2 separate regions of the Sus scrofa genome follow, and region 1 is linked to region 2. A link is a contact called in public Hi-C data. All regions are on one chromosome and are shown on one strand. Each heading gives the region's core, a stretch centred on a gene start, on an enhancer-like site or on the middle of the called end of the contact. The rest is flanking DNA. Distances are from core to core; before and after follow the strand shown. Region 1 overlaps LOC110256822. Region 2 overlaps ANK3 (ankyrin-3).

What was found. A called contact is a pair of places that touch in the nucleus more often than the background predicts.
Region 1: a contact with region 2 is called in a Hi-C map of embryonic fibroblasts, with 2.0 times the contacts expected there. The contact joins two enhancer-like sites. A contact is called at or near these places in 2 of 47 Hi-C or Micro-C datasets (embryonic fibroblasts and fetal skeletal muscle).

The regions. Positions count from the first base shown.
Region 1 is chr14:64,122,568-64,128,258 of Sscrofa11.1, reverse strand. The region is part of intron 5 of LOC110256822; the gene reads left to right. Among named protein-coding and RNA genes, the nearest start is that of CDK1, 110 kb to the left of the region's middle. Within about 2 kb of position 3,503, at least 2 of the 83 cell types and tissues checked have an H3K27ac peak or open chromatin away from gene starts, as enhancers often do. A contact at or near this core is called in embryonic fibroblasts, where this site is marked.
Region 2 is chr14:63,591,136-63,596,730 of Sscrofa11.1, reverse strand. It overlaps ANK3 (ankyrin-3), which reads left to right. Exons shown (of 47, transcript XM_005671012.3): 10 at 1,891-2,088; 11 at 4,610-4,708. Among named protein-coding and RNA genes, the nearest start is that of ANK3, 220 kb to the left of the region's middle. Within about 2 kb of position 2,995, at least 15 of the 83 cell types and tissues checked have an H3K27ac peak or open chromatin away from gene starts, as enhancers often do. A contact at or near this core is called in embryonic fibroblasts, where this site is marked.

The DNA of each region.
Region 1 (5,691 bases), core at 2,254-4,753, 530 kb before region 2:
TATGTACCCAGTTCTTTTTAGTCCCTTATAGTTTCTTTGTATTTTGTTGCTCGAGGAGATGTTTGTCCAGGTGTAAGCACCACAGCCACTGCAGCAGAGTCTCAGGTCCCAGCCCGTCTCACCTTGTGCCATCTTGATTCCATTGCAGCCTTCGGCTTCTCTGGTACTCCTGCGGATATTCCTCTTTCATCTTTGTAGCCACGTAGGAGAAAAGCAAAGAGGGAGGATAACCTGGACAATGCAGAGGGAAAGAAATTGAGAGCGGCTCTCAGAAGCAAATTAGAGTTTATTTGATGCTTTGTCCTTAAAATCTTTATTTTCATGGTGAACACTTGTGGGAGAGGTAGACTTTTCAAAGTTTTCATAGAAGAGGTCAAATTTAAAGATAGACCTCACCTCACAAAGGTAATATGAGTTAGTTCCTTAAGAAATTTTTTTACTGCAATGTTCACTTTATTGGGATATTTGCTTAATGCAGTCATCTGGGACCGAACCTACAATATCATGTCTCTGTTACTTCAGGGAAGGGGAAAATGGATGTTGGAGCATAAAACCAACAAGTGGAAAGCCCCTGAAGGGTTTAAAACCAGGAGCAACATGATGCTTTATAAAAAATAACTCTAGCTCCTGGAGGAAAATGGCTAATGAGGGGGTAAGAGTGAAGCAGGGAGTCCATCCGGGAACCAGTTGCAGAGGTTCTGAAGCTAGATAGCGGGCCTGCACTAGGTGAGTGGCAGTGGTGACAGAAGTGGGTGGCTCTGGGTGTATGTCAGAGTTCACATCTACAGGTCTTGGTAACAAAGGAGGTGTGAGGGAAGGGGAGGAATCAAGAATGAAATTCAAGTTTCTTGGTTGAGCAATTCAGAGGATGGTGGTGCAAATCCCAGAAGTGAATGAGACCAGCCAGGGAGTGAGCTTGGAGAGAAAATGAGGAGGATGGTTTTTGGTTTTGGTTTTTTATTTTGGCCACCCCACGACATATGGATTTCCTGGGCCAGGGATCACATCTGAGCCACAGTTGCAACCTATGCCTCAGCTGCAGCAATGCAGGATCCTTAACCCACTGTGCCAGGCTAGGGATCGAACCTGCATCTTAGTGCTACAGAGATGCGGCTGATCCTGTTGCACCACAGCAGAAACTCCAGGAGGTTGGTTTTGAGTATGTTAAAGTGGAGATATGTATGGAAGGTGTTGAGTAAGCAGTTGACTATACATTACAGGAGTTCAGAAAGGAGGTCAGAATCTTTCATTGTGTTTGTAGCCATAGAGATTTTTTTCTTTTTTTATGGCTGCATCTTGAAGTTTCTGGGCCAGGTTTCGAACCTGCGCCTCTGCAGTGATCCAAACTGCTGCAGTCGGATTCTTAACCCACTGCTCACAGTGGCAACTCCCTCCTTAGAGATGTTTAAAACCACCCAGAGAAAGAGTAGCGAGAGGGGAGTGTCGTTGACATAAAGCAACTGAGTGTGGAAGGAGCTATTGATAGGAGATGAGAAGGCGTGGCCAAGGAAAACCTAGGATGAGGTGTCGTGAAACTTGGGAAGACGGGGCTTTCTGATGGAGGGCGTCAGTTATCCAAGGCTGCTCAGAGGCTAAGTTAGATTATGCCAAAGGAGGATCCATCACATTTGGAAACTTGGAGGTCATTGGTGCCCTTGATAAGGTTTCTATAGAGTAGAGAGGGTGAAAGCCAGATGGAAATGGGTTCAAGTGTGAGTGGGGACCCAGCAGCACCCGAGCAGTGTATATAGAGAGAGTATAAGTCTCCGAAAAACTAAGAGTTCGTCACCACAGGAAAATGAAAACCCTCAGCAGGGAATCGGGAGAGGCAGGATGGAGCCCATCAAATGGGTTTAAGCTGCTGCCTGCCAGAAAGCAGCTGAAGGATAGCTTTGTGAACAAACCAACAACTCAAGTTATTGAACACTCACCTTCCTTGCCCACAGTTGTCGGGGGGACGTGGTTATGAGGAAGCTGGTTCAGAAAAGTGCCCTTCTCTGCTTGTAGCTCATAAGTGGCATCCATTCAATCAGGGCCTGAAAGAAGAAACACCTGTTTGATGTGAATGTGGTGATATACCAAGTCTGATCATTTAGACTGCTTCTCAGAACCAAGAGGTCACAAGCCAAAAATTGCCGGCTCTCAGAGCTCCAGCCATCTCTTTTGTCTGAAGAGGGTTTTTTGGTTTGTTTGTTTGTTGTCTTGTTTATAATTTTTCTTTTATTAAGAGTTGTTTTACAGTGTTCTGCCAATTTCTGCTGTACAGCAAAGTGATCCAGTCATACATATACATTCTTTTTCTCATATTATCTTCCATTATGTTCTCTCATAAGAGATTGGATATAGTTCCCTCTGCTATACAGCAGAACCCCATTGGTTATCCATTCTAAATAAAATGTTTTGCATCTACCAACCCCAAACTCCCCTTCCATCTTACTCCCTCCCCCGGCAACATTTTTTTTTAAAGAATCTTAGGGAGTTCCCATTGTGGCTCAGTGGAAACAAATCTGACTAGTATCCATGAGGATGTGGGTTCGATCCCTGGTCTTGCTCAGTGGGTTTAAGGATCTGGCGTTGCCACGAGCTGTGGTGTAGGTTGCAGACACAGCTCAAATTCCGAGTTACTGTGACTGTGGTGTAGGCCAGTGGCTGCAGCTGGGATTCGACACCTAGCATGAGAAACTGTATGCTATAAGTGCAGCCCTAAAAAAAAAAAAAAAACAAACTCAGAATTTTCCTGATGGTAATGAGCTGAGCCTGGCTGATGTGCACCTGCTTGAAACTGGTTTTTTTTTGCATTGAAAGAGACATTCTACGGTGTCCTTTCCACCCTTCTCCTGTCCAGCAGGAATGAATAATATCCCTGTGATTAAGAAGTTCCTGGCACCTGGCAGCAAGAAGGGCCCACCCCCTGATGCCAGTGATGTGAAAATGACCCATCAGATGTTGCTGTTGTAAAGCTGGTGCTTATTTATATCTGTGAGTTGGTCGGCCTCTGTAGATGGCTGGGTCCCTTAAGTACTATAATCAATGCCACACTACAGTGGTCCCCAGACCTAGGAATAGTTATTTCTGAAGTAGTTCTTAACATTTCAGGGGCACCTTCTCTCCCCAGAGTCTCAATTTCTCATCAGGAGTACTTGGGAGAGAAGGCAGGCCAGACTTTAAATTCCAACCCTCCCCCTGCCCCCCCTCCCCCCAATCTGATGAGTTATTTCTGGCTCCTCTGGTTATTTCCTGCTGTGGAGAAGAGTGAGGCCTTAGGTTCCTGCAGCTTCCTTCTTCTTCTTCTTAGAAAGTAAAATAGGGTTGTTTGGAATAAGCCAAAGAGTGGGATTTTATACATGTAGTGGTCTTCAGAGTGTGACCCCCAAACCAACAGCATCAAAGCCACCTGGGAATTTACTGGATAAGCAGTTTTTTTCTTGCTAATCCAGAGCAGCTCTATCCAGAGTGTGTGTGTGTCCTGGGTGGTTCCTGCGGTTTAACATACTCTCCAGGTCTGTTGTAAGCTAATGATGGAAAAATGCTGTCTTAACCAAAAGGGGAAAGAGACTCAGGGCCATTCCAGAATAGGGGAAATGAATATCAACTGCTGGGGGTAGAGTCAACGATGTTGCATGGCAATGCACACGAACAGGCTCTGAACCTCCCCTCTGAAGTGCTGGAGAGGGCCTGGCCCTGTGCTCAGTGGGAAGGAATAAAGGGAAAGAGGAGTCACGGTGAGACTGTGAGTTGCAGTGGTAGAAGTGGAGACAGCTTGAGGAGGAAACAAGTCAGGTTATGAGGAGAACAGAAAAATGACGGGGTTGTAAAGTATAAATATATAAAGACACTTCCAGAAGATGACCCTGCATCCTACATCTTAGACCTTGATGTGTCTTTAGAGATTGAGACTTTTAATACTTATGACATTTGTATCATTTCACTTCTCTGGTTTCTTTTTTCAGTGCTCAAAAGGTGGTAAGAGTTGTCCTGTCCAACAAAAATTGCTTTGAACATGTTAATGTTGTATTTAATTCACCAACACCTTAAACATATTTTTTTGCTTGTATTTGTAGTTGAGAACATTCTTGTTTGACTGTGAGGAGGGGACCTCTCTACATCCTCTTGGGAGGAAAGGGGAACTCCTTTCTGTCTCTAACATCTGGCTCATCCCTGGAGTGGGGTGGTTCTTCTCCCTCTCCTCAGCTGTGATGGATGGTAACCACACGCCTGCCCTATTTCCATGCATGTGGCTGGATCTGTACCCCACTCCCACTGCATAACATAGGAAAATGTAGGTTTTTCTCTCCCTCCCCTTCCTTCCCTCCCCCCTTCTCCCCTCCTCTTTCTAGTCCTCCCCTCTCCCCCTCCTCCCTTCCTCCTGCCCTTGGAGGGGAGGTCAGGAAGGGATAGATTACCTAATAGCATTTTCAAAGTATATAGGTATGGAAATTAGATCATTAAAGATCTCAATAACTTGTCCAAGAAAATATAAATTGGCAAATAGAAAGTTAAAATATTTTAAAAATGAACGCTGAATCACCTATACCTTATCACTTTTATTTTTCCTTTTTTCTTTTTTGTCTTTTTAGAGCCACACCCGTGGCATATGGAAGTTCCCAGGCTAAGGGTTGAATCAGAACTGCAGCTGCTGGCCTACACTACAGCCACAGCAATGCAGGATCTGAGCTGCGTCTGTGACCTACACCACAGCTCAGGGTAACGTGGATCCTTAACTCACTGAGCAATCCACATCCTTATGGATACTAGTTGGGTTTGTTTTTGCTGAGCCATTGTGGGAATTCCTATTTTTTCTTTTTATGGCCGTACCTGTGGCATATGGACATTCCTGGGCTATGGGGCAGATTGGAGCTGGAGCTGAGGCCTACACCACAGCCACAACACCACCACACTTGCGACCTATGCCACAGCTTGCGGCAGTGCTGGATCCTTAACCCACTGAGCGAGGCCAGGGGTTGAACCCATATCCTCAGAGAGACAATATCGGGTTCTTAACCTGATGAGCCACAACAGGAACCCCTTAACTATGCTTTAATTAGAAAAAAAGATAAACAATTTAAAAAGTGAATTTTGATTTAACACCTAGAAATCCAAACCCTAGCTAATAGCATAAGTGAAGAACATGCATTTAAAAATATATCGGTAAATTCCCTTGTTGGTACAGCTGGTTAAGAATCCAGCATTGTCACTGCACGGCCAAAAAAAAAAAAAAAAATGCATAAATAAACTTGCTTCTTGGTTAAAATAACAGAGTGCTTGTACATTTCCATGTCTTAGTATGAGACGTGTTGTTGCATCATCGCTCTGCTGCCTTTGATTGGCTGAGTGTAACTCAGAGCATATGTATCGCTTCCTGTGCAACCTATGTGGTTTACCTTCTTCTGATTTTTCCATATGAAAATTTTTATCCAGTAATAAAATTGGGAAGAAATTGGGGTACGTTTGCCAGCTTTAACAAGTAAGAATACAGAATACCTAGTTAAATTCGAAATCAGATAAACTATGACTTGGATATTTTTTTGTGGTTGTGTTTTTTGTTTTTTGGCCACACCCACAGCAGGTGAAAGTTTCTGGGCCAGGGATCAAACCTGCACCGCAGCAACAAGCCAAGACATAGCAGTCACAATGTAGGATCTTTAATGTGCTGAGCCCCAATCCTTGCTTTTGTTTTTAGTTTAAGTATGT
Region 2 (5,595 bases), core at 1,746-4,245:
AGAATTTCCTTCATTTATTGTCACTGCTTCCCATCTCTACTCTCCACTAAGTCATTTGTTCTCTCAGATTTTGTTGCTTTGTTTACTTCGTATTTTCTCCCAAGAATGTATCCAAACATAAAGCAGAGGAATGTTTTGGCAGGAAATAAATGAGTGCATATGCTCGTGGGTGGGAGAATCTCAAATGAGACTGTCCTCATCCTTTGTTGCACCTTCCTTTCTACTTTGGTTCATAATGTTTGAGTGGAATTTTTTAGGCAGAAATATCCTGATTGACTGACAGTATATGAGGGCTTTACATTTACATAGATATTTATGGAGCTCTTTCTATTTATGCATGGATCTCAGCTCTTTGCTGGGGCAATTTGGGGAAAGTAGAACCCATGAACTTTTTGCTTTCGAGTAACACAGATAGTTGAAATATGTGACATGGTGCGTGAGTGATGCCATGACAGCAGCTAAAGGAAGGCTTGTTTTTGTTTTTGTTTTTTCCTTATCTTGAAGTCCTGTTTTATGTCATTCATGAATAAATTAGGAGAATTTAACTTGGCCCAGAAGATTCAGAAATACCGAGTCTGTCCATGCATTTTTTTCTTTTTACAGTTGCATCTACGGAATATGGAAGTTCCTGGGCTAGGGGTCGAATTAGAGCTACAGCTACAGGCCTATGCCACAGCCACAACACCAGATCTGAGCCACATCTGTGACCTATGCCATAGCCTATGGCAATGCGGGATTCTTAAGCCACTGAGCAAGGCCAGGGAACGAACCTGCATCCTTACAGATACTCTGTCAGGTTCTTAACCTGCTGAGCCACTATGGGAACTCCCATTAGTGTGTATTTAATAAATCACTATTTTGATAGTCCACTGATGACAGTTCTTTCGGAAACTGAATTTTCACTCCCCCCACCTCAAGCATAGGTTAAACTAGTTTACAGTAATTAATAGAGCCTCTCTTGATAATTGGATTCTCTAGGAACTCCCCAGATTTCTCCATGTTGCCTCCACATTGAAAGGGTACCTGAAGGGACTGACATCTTCTACCTTGTTTTTGCCTTCCTTAGGAAACGTGTGTTGAATGCTAAATGTTACTCTAGCCTTTTTAAAGGTTTTTTTTTAACCTTTGGCCCCACTCATGCTCTCAAAATGATTGTTTTACTTATTCTTACTGCATTTGATGACCTGTCACTGAGCCCAGTTGACTTTAACTGAGGCCAGCCTTAGTTGAGTTCATCAAAGCCTTGCCTTTCCTCATCATAGACACATGGGGGCACTAGATTGATAGAAAAGGGAAAAGTTTTCCTTTCTATGGTGATAGATGATGAAATGTGTTATATTCAGAACTTTTTTAAAAGTGATCAATAGAGTATTCAATTCCAAGTGGTGGTAACACGGACAAGATAAAAACCAGTCTAGTGAACACCCATCTGTTGCCGCCTTTATTTTATCCTTTCAGTCTTAAATATTAAGAATTCCAGTTTATTGGGAATATAGTAAATAATGGACCTTAGTGGACTTCGCGGTCTTTTTAAATCAAAGAAAGAAGTTGTCTTTGAAATTTTGTTTTCCATTGATAGAAGAAGTGGGAAGACGAGTTTGAAAAGTAGCCATAGATGGAAACACTTGTCACAAAACCTTTTCAAAAGATGGAGTCCCCTAATAGCTTGGTGGGTTGAGGACTAGGCATTGCTACTGCTGTGGCACAGGTTGGATCCCTGACCTGGGAACTTCCACATTCTGTGGGCATGGCCAGAAAAGGGAAAGAAAAAAAAGGTATTTTCATGTTGAAAATCTAGGGTTTTCTTACATTCGTATTTGTACCATGTTGTATGGCACATCCGTGTTTGGAAGGTAAAACAATAAACTCTGTTTTTCTTCTGATTTCTAGAATGGATTGTCTCCACTGCACATGGCTACACAAGGGGATCATTTAAACTGCGTCCAGCTTCTCCTCCAGCATAACGTGCCTGTGGATGACGTCACCAATGACTATCTGACCGCCCTGCACGTGGCTGCCCACTGTGGCCATTACAAAGTCGCCAAGGTTCTCTTGGACAAAAAAGCTAACCCCAATGCCAAAGCCCTGGTGAGTGGCTCAACTAACAAGTCCAGCCTATGTCATCTTGCTGACCACAGGCTACCTACTGTTGCATGGGAAGGGATTCCTTTTCAGGAGGTGAACGCAGAAAATCTAGTTCAGTAAAGTGTCCTTCTGGTCAACCTTCAAATAGCCTTTAGGGAAATAGCGTGGCTGGTGAGGCTAAATCATTAACCATAATGTCACGCTCCTGATTTTCTTATGTAAATGAAGCCCAAAGACTGTTCAAGTGTAAAACTATGGAGGCAGTCACCTTATCTTCTGGTAGGTAAATCTATCACTCTGTGAATTAAAAGTTTTTTCTGAGATCTAAAAATATGAGGCAAAATAACCAAAAATCTTTATCTTGAACATGAGAGGTCTAGGAATTTGTGAGCTGAAATTTGATGGTACATTAACCATGTAAGTTAATGAAATAGTACCTGTCCTCTCTTTTTCCTTATAATACAAAGTTGGGTCTGGTTTGTAGTCTTTTTTTTTTTTTTTTTTTTTTTTTAACAGCCACGCATGCAGCATATAGAAGTTTCCAAGCTAGGGGTCAAATCTGAGCTGCTGTGGCTATGCCACAGCCACATCAGATCCGATGGTTTGTATTCTTAATTCCTACAATGAGTTGCTGTTTTAATCCTCAGCTGTACTACATAGTTTGATTTTCATAATGAGATGGTGTTTGTTGTCTTTAGAAAAATAAATGGCTGCAATTTAGTGGGCTCTTTGGATTCAGTTCAGTATAAGCACCCACGTAAACATAGGTTTACATGGAAAAAAATATGTCCCCAAGTGCTAGGGAAAATGTGTGTGTGTTTACTAACAATTTGGCAGTATAGGCTGTCATGTGATCAAGCCTTTTAGGAAGGGTCTCTGCTCCCCTGCAGCTGATGGGGTCACCCTAGCAGCATGGGTCCCCAGTGCCCTTGGGGCTCCGAGGGCTCTGAGAATTGGAGTGGGAAGGAGAGGGAGGGCAGAGAGGAGCACTGAAGACCCTAGGAAGCTTCCACTGAAATTCTAAAAGCTTTTCCCAGAGTAGCATTTCAAGAGCTGTTGATCAGCCTGGAATATCAGACATAGATTGGATCCTGACTTGAAAGGAGGAAAAGAAATGAACAGTCATGACTCATTTTTCCATGCAAGAAAGAAAGCCTTAAAACAGGGTGTGGGCTGTCAACTTCATTTCCCGCTGACTCTGAAGATTTCACAACCTTAGGAGGTCATGGAGGTTGTATGTAGCTGGTCATCTGGAATGGACTATGGCCTGGCAAATGGTCTTAAAACAGCCACAGAAGAACCTGCAGTAACTTTGACCTAAGCTTTCATAGTGGACCCTGTTGTTCTATAGTTGTCCGTGGCAACTCAAATAGGCTCCATGGTCTCAGTTAGCAGGCAATCCAATTTGGTAGATAATTTGTTTAAAAGCAGATTCTTTTATTGGGTGAAATATTCAACCCAATAATCCAAATAGTGTTGAGTTATTTAACTTTCTGTTTCCTTGACATAAGCAACTACTTCACACTTAGAAAAAAAAAAATCTTTTTTTTTTTCTTTTTAGGGTTGTACCTATGGCATATGGAGCTTCCCAGGCTAAGGACTGAATCAGAGCTGTAGCTGCTGGCCTACACCACAGTCACAGCAACGTGAGATCCGAGCCATGTCTGTGACCTACAACACAGCTCATGGCAATGCTGGATCCTTAACCCACTGAACAGGGCCAGGGATCAAACCTGCATCCTCATGGATGCTAGTCAGATTCATTTCCACTGAGCCACGATGGGAACGCCTAGAAAAAATCTTAACTGTCAATCTTTTTTTTCTCTTCTTTCTTTTTAGGGCCACACTATCGGCACATGAAAGTTCCCAGGCTAGGGGTCGAATTGGAGCTGCAGCTGCCGGCCAACACCACGGCCACAGCAAAGCGAGATCCCCAACCCAAAAGAGGATAGAGTAAAGAGGCCAGGGATTGAACCCACATTCTCATGGATAATAGATTTGTTTCCACTGCACCACAATGGGAACTCCTTAAGTGTCCATCTTAAGAAGTTAATCGTAACACTTGGAAGAAATCACAGTATTTAAGCTCTGATTGAATAGTTGTCCTAAAATGCAGCAGAGAAGTCAGAATAGGCATTGGTGAAGTTTTGGCGGTGAGAGCAAAAGTTTGGCCCAGCTGTTTTTAGTCTGTGTTTGAAAGGAACTAGAGGAAGGACCAATTATTTCAGAGTGAATTCCAGAATAAAATAGTCTAAGAAAATGCACGGCCTTTTGCTTTAGCTACCAGGAGATTGTCACCAACGTTTGCCTCCTGTTTGTGATTAGCAGGGCACCTTGGGTTCCTGGGAGCAGGTAGGCCATCTCTGCTTCCAAACAAGAATCAACATTTGGTTTAAATCCTCGTCGTTTCTGCTCATTTCCAGTTCTTGGCCGAACCTTACTTTAGCAAATCGATTTTACCGTGTCCAGTGGAAGAGGATCTTGGTGGAATGTAATGGAACCCGCATATCTTTTTCTCTTGCAGAATGGCTTTACCCCTCTTCATATCGCCTGCAAGAAAAACCGAATTAAAGTCATGGAACTCCTACTGAAACACGGTGCATCCATCCAAGCCGTAACCGAGGTGAGAAGTGGAGGGTTTCTGAGGTTCCCCATGTGCTGGGAAGATAGCCTCACCAGCCACAAACTGACAAACTAGTTTTGCTGTCTGTGGTTGTCAGACTACTTTCTGAACCCTTTGCCTAAGGGGCCATCCGTCCTAAGGAGGGCAGATAAGTCGGGGCGAGAGAGTACAAACACATCTTCTTGTGACTAGAAGTATAACCTAGACCTGTATGCCATGATCAAGGGATAGTTTATGTGAGAAAAAGCATAATTTTTATGAAATCCTGTAATGCAGTGCTTCTCAAATCCTGTAATGCTGTATTTGGGAGTGGCATTTGGCCATGTCTGAAAATATTCTAGTTGCACAACTGGATGGTGCTACTGGCATCTAGTGGATGGAAGCCAGAGACGCTACTGACCATTTTATGGTGTGCAGTCCAGCCTCCCACAACTGGCTCAGAAGGTCACACATGCCAGTTAAGAAACTCTATATAACATAACCTCCGTGTGTTTGTGAAGCGGGGACTGCGCTGGGGAAAAGCCCAGAATTAAGGCAACACGGGGTTGCCCAGGTTAGTAAAGGACTAGCTGTGGGTTTCTTTTGTGCACACTGACAGGGAACTCAGCAAAGTGATCCACCGGGATCAGGGCTGAGCTGGTACCACAGCAAACCGAGCCTGGCCTCCACCCTCCACACTCACCCCTCCCCCACCTACCCCCAAACACCCTGGTCCCAATGGACTCTAATCATTGGCACTTCCCCAGACTGGACTCCCTTTTTGGTCACTCCATGTCTCTGCACCCTCCATGTGTTACACCACCTTTCCGGCCTGGTTCTGCATGACTTTTGGGACCACATCTGGGGCCACCTTCTCCAGGAATTCTCCCTAACCCTTGTCCTGGTTC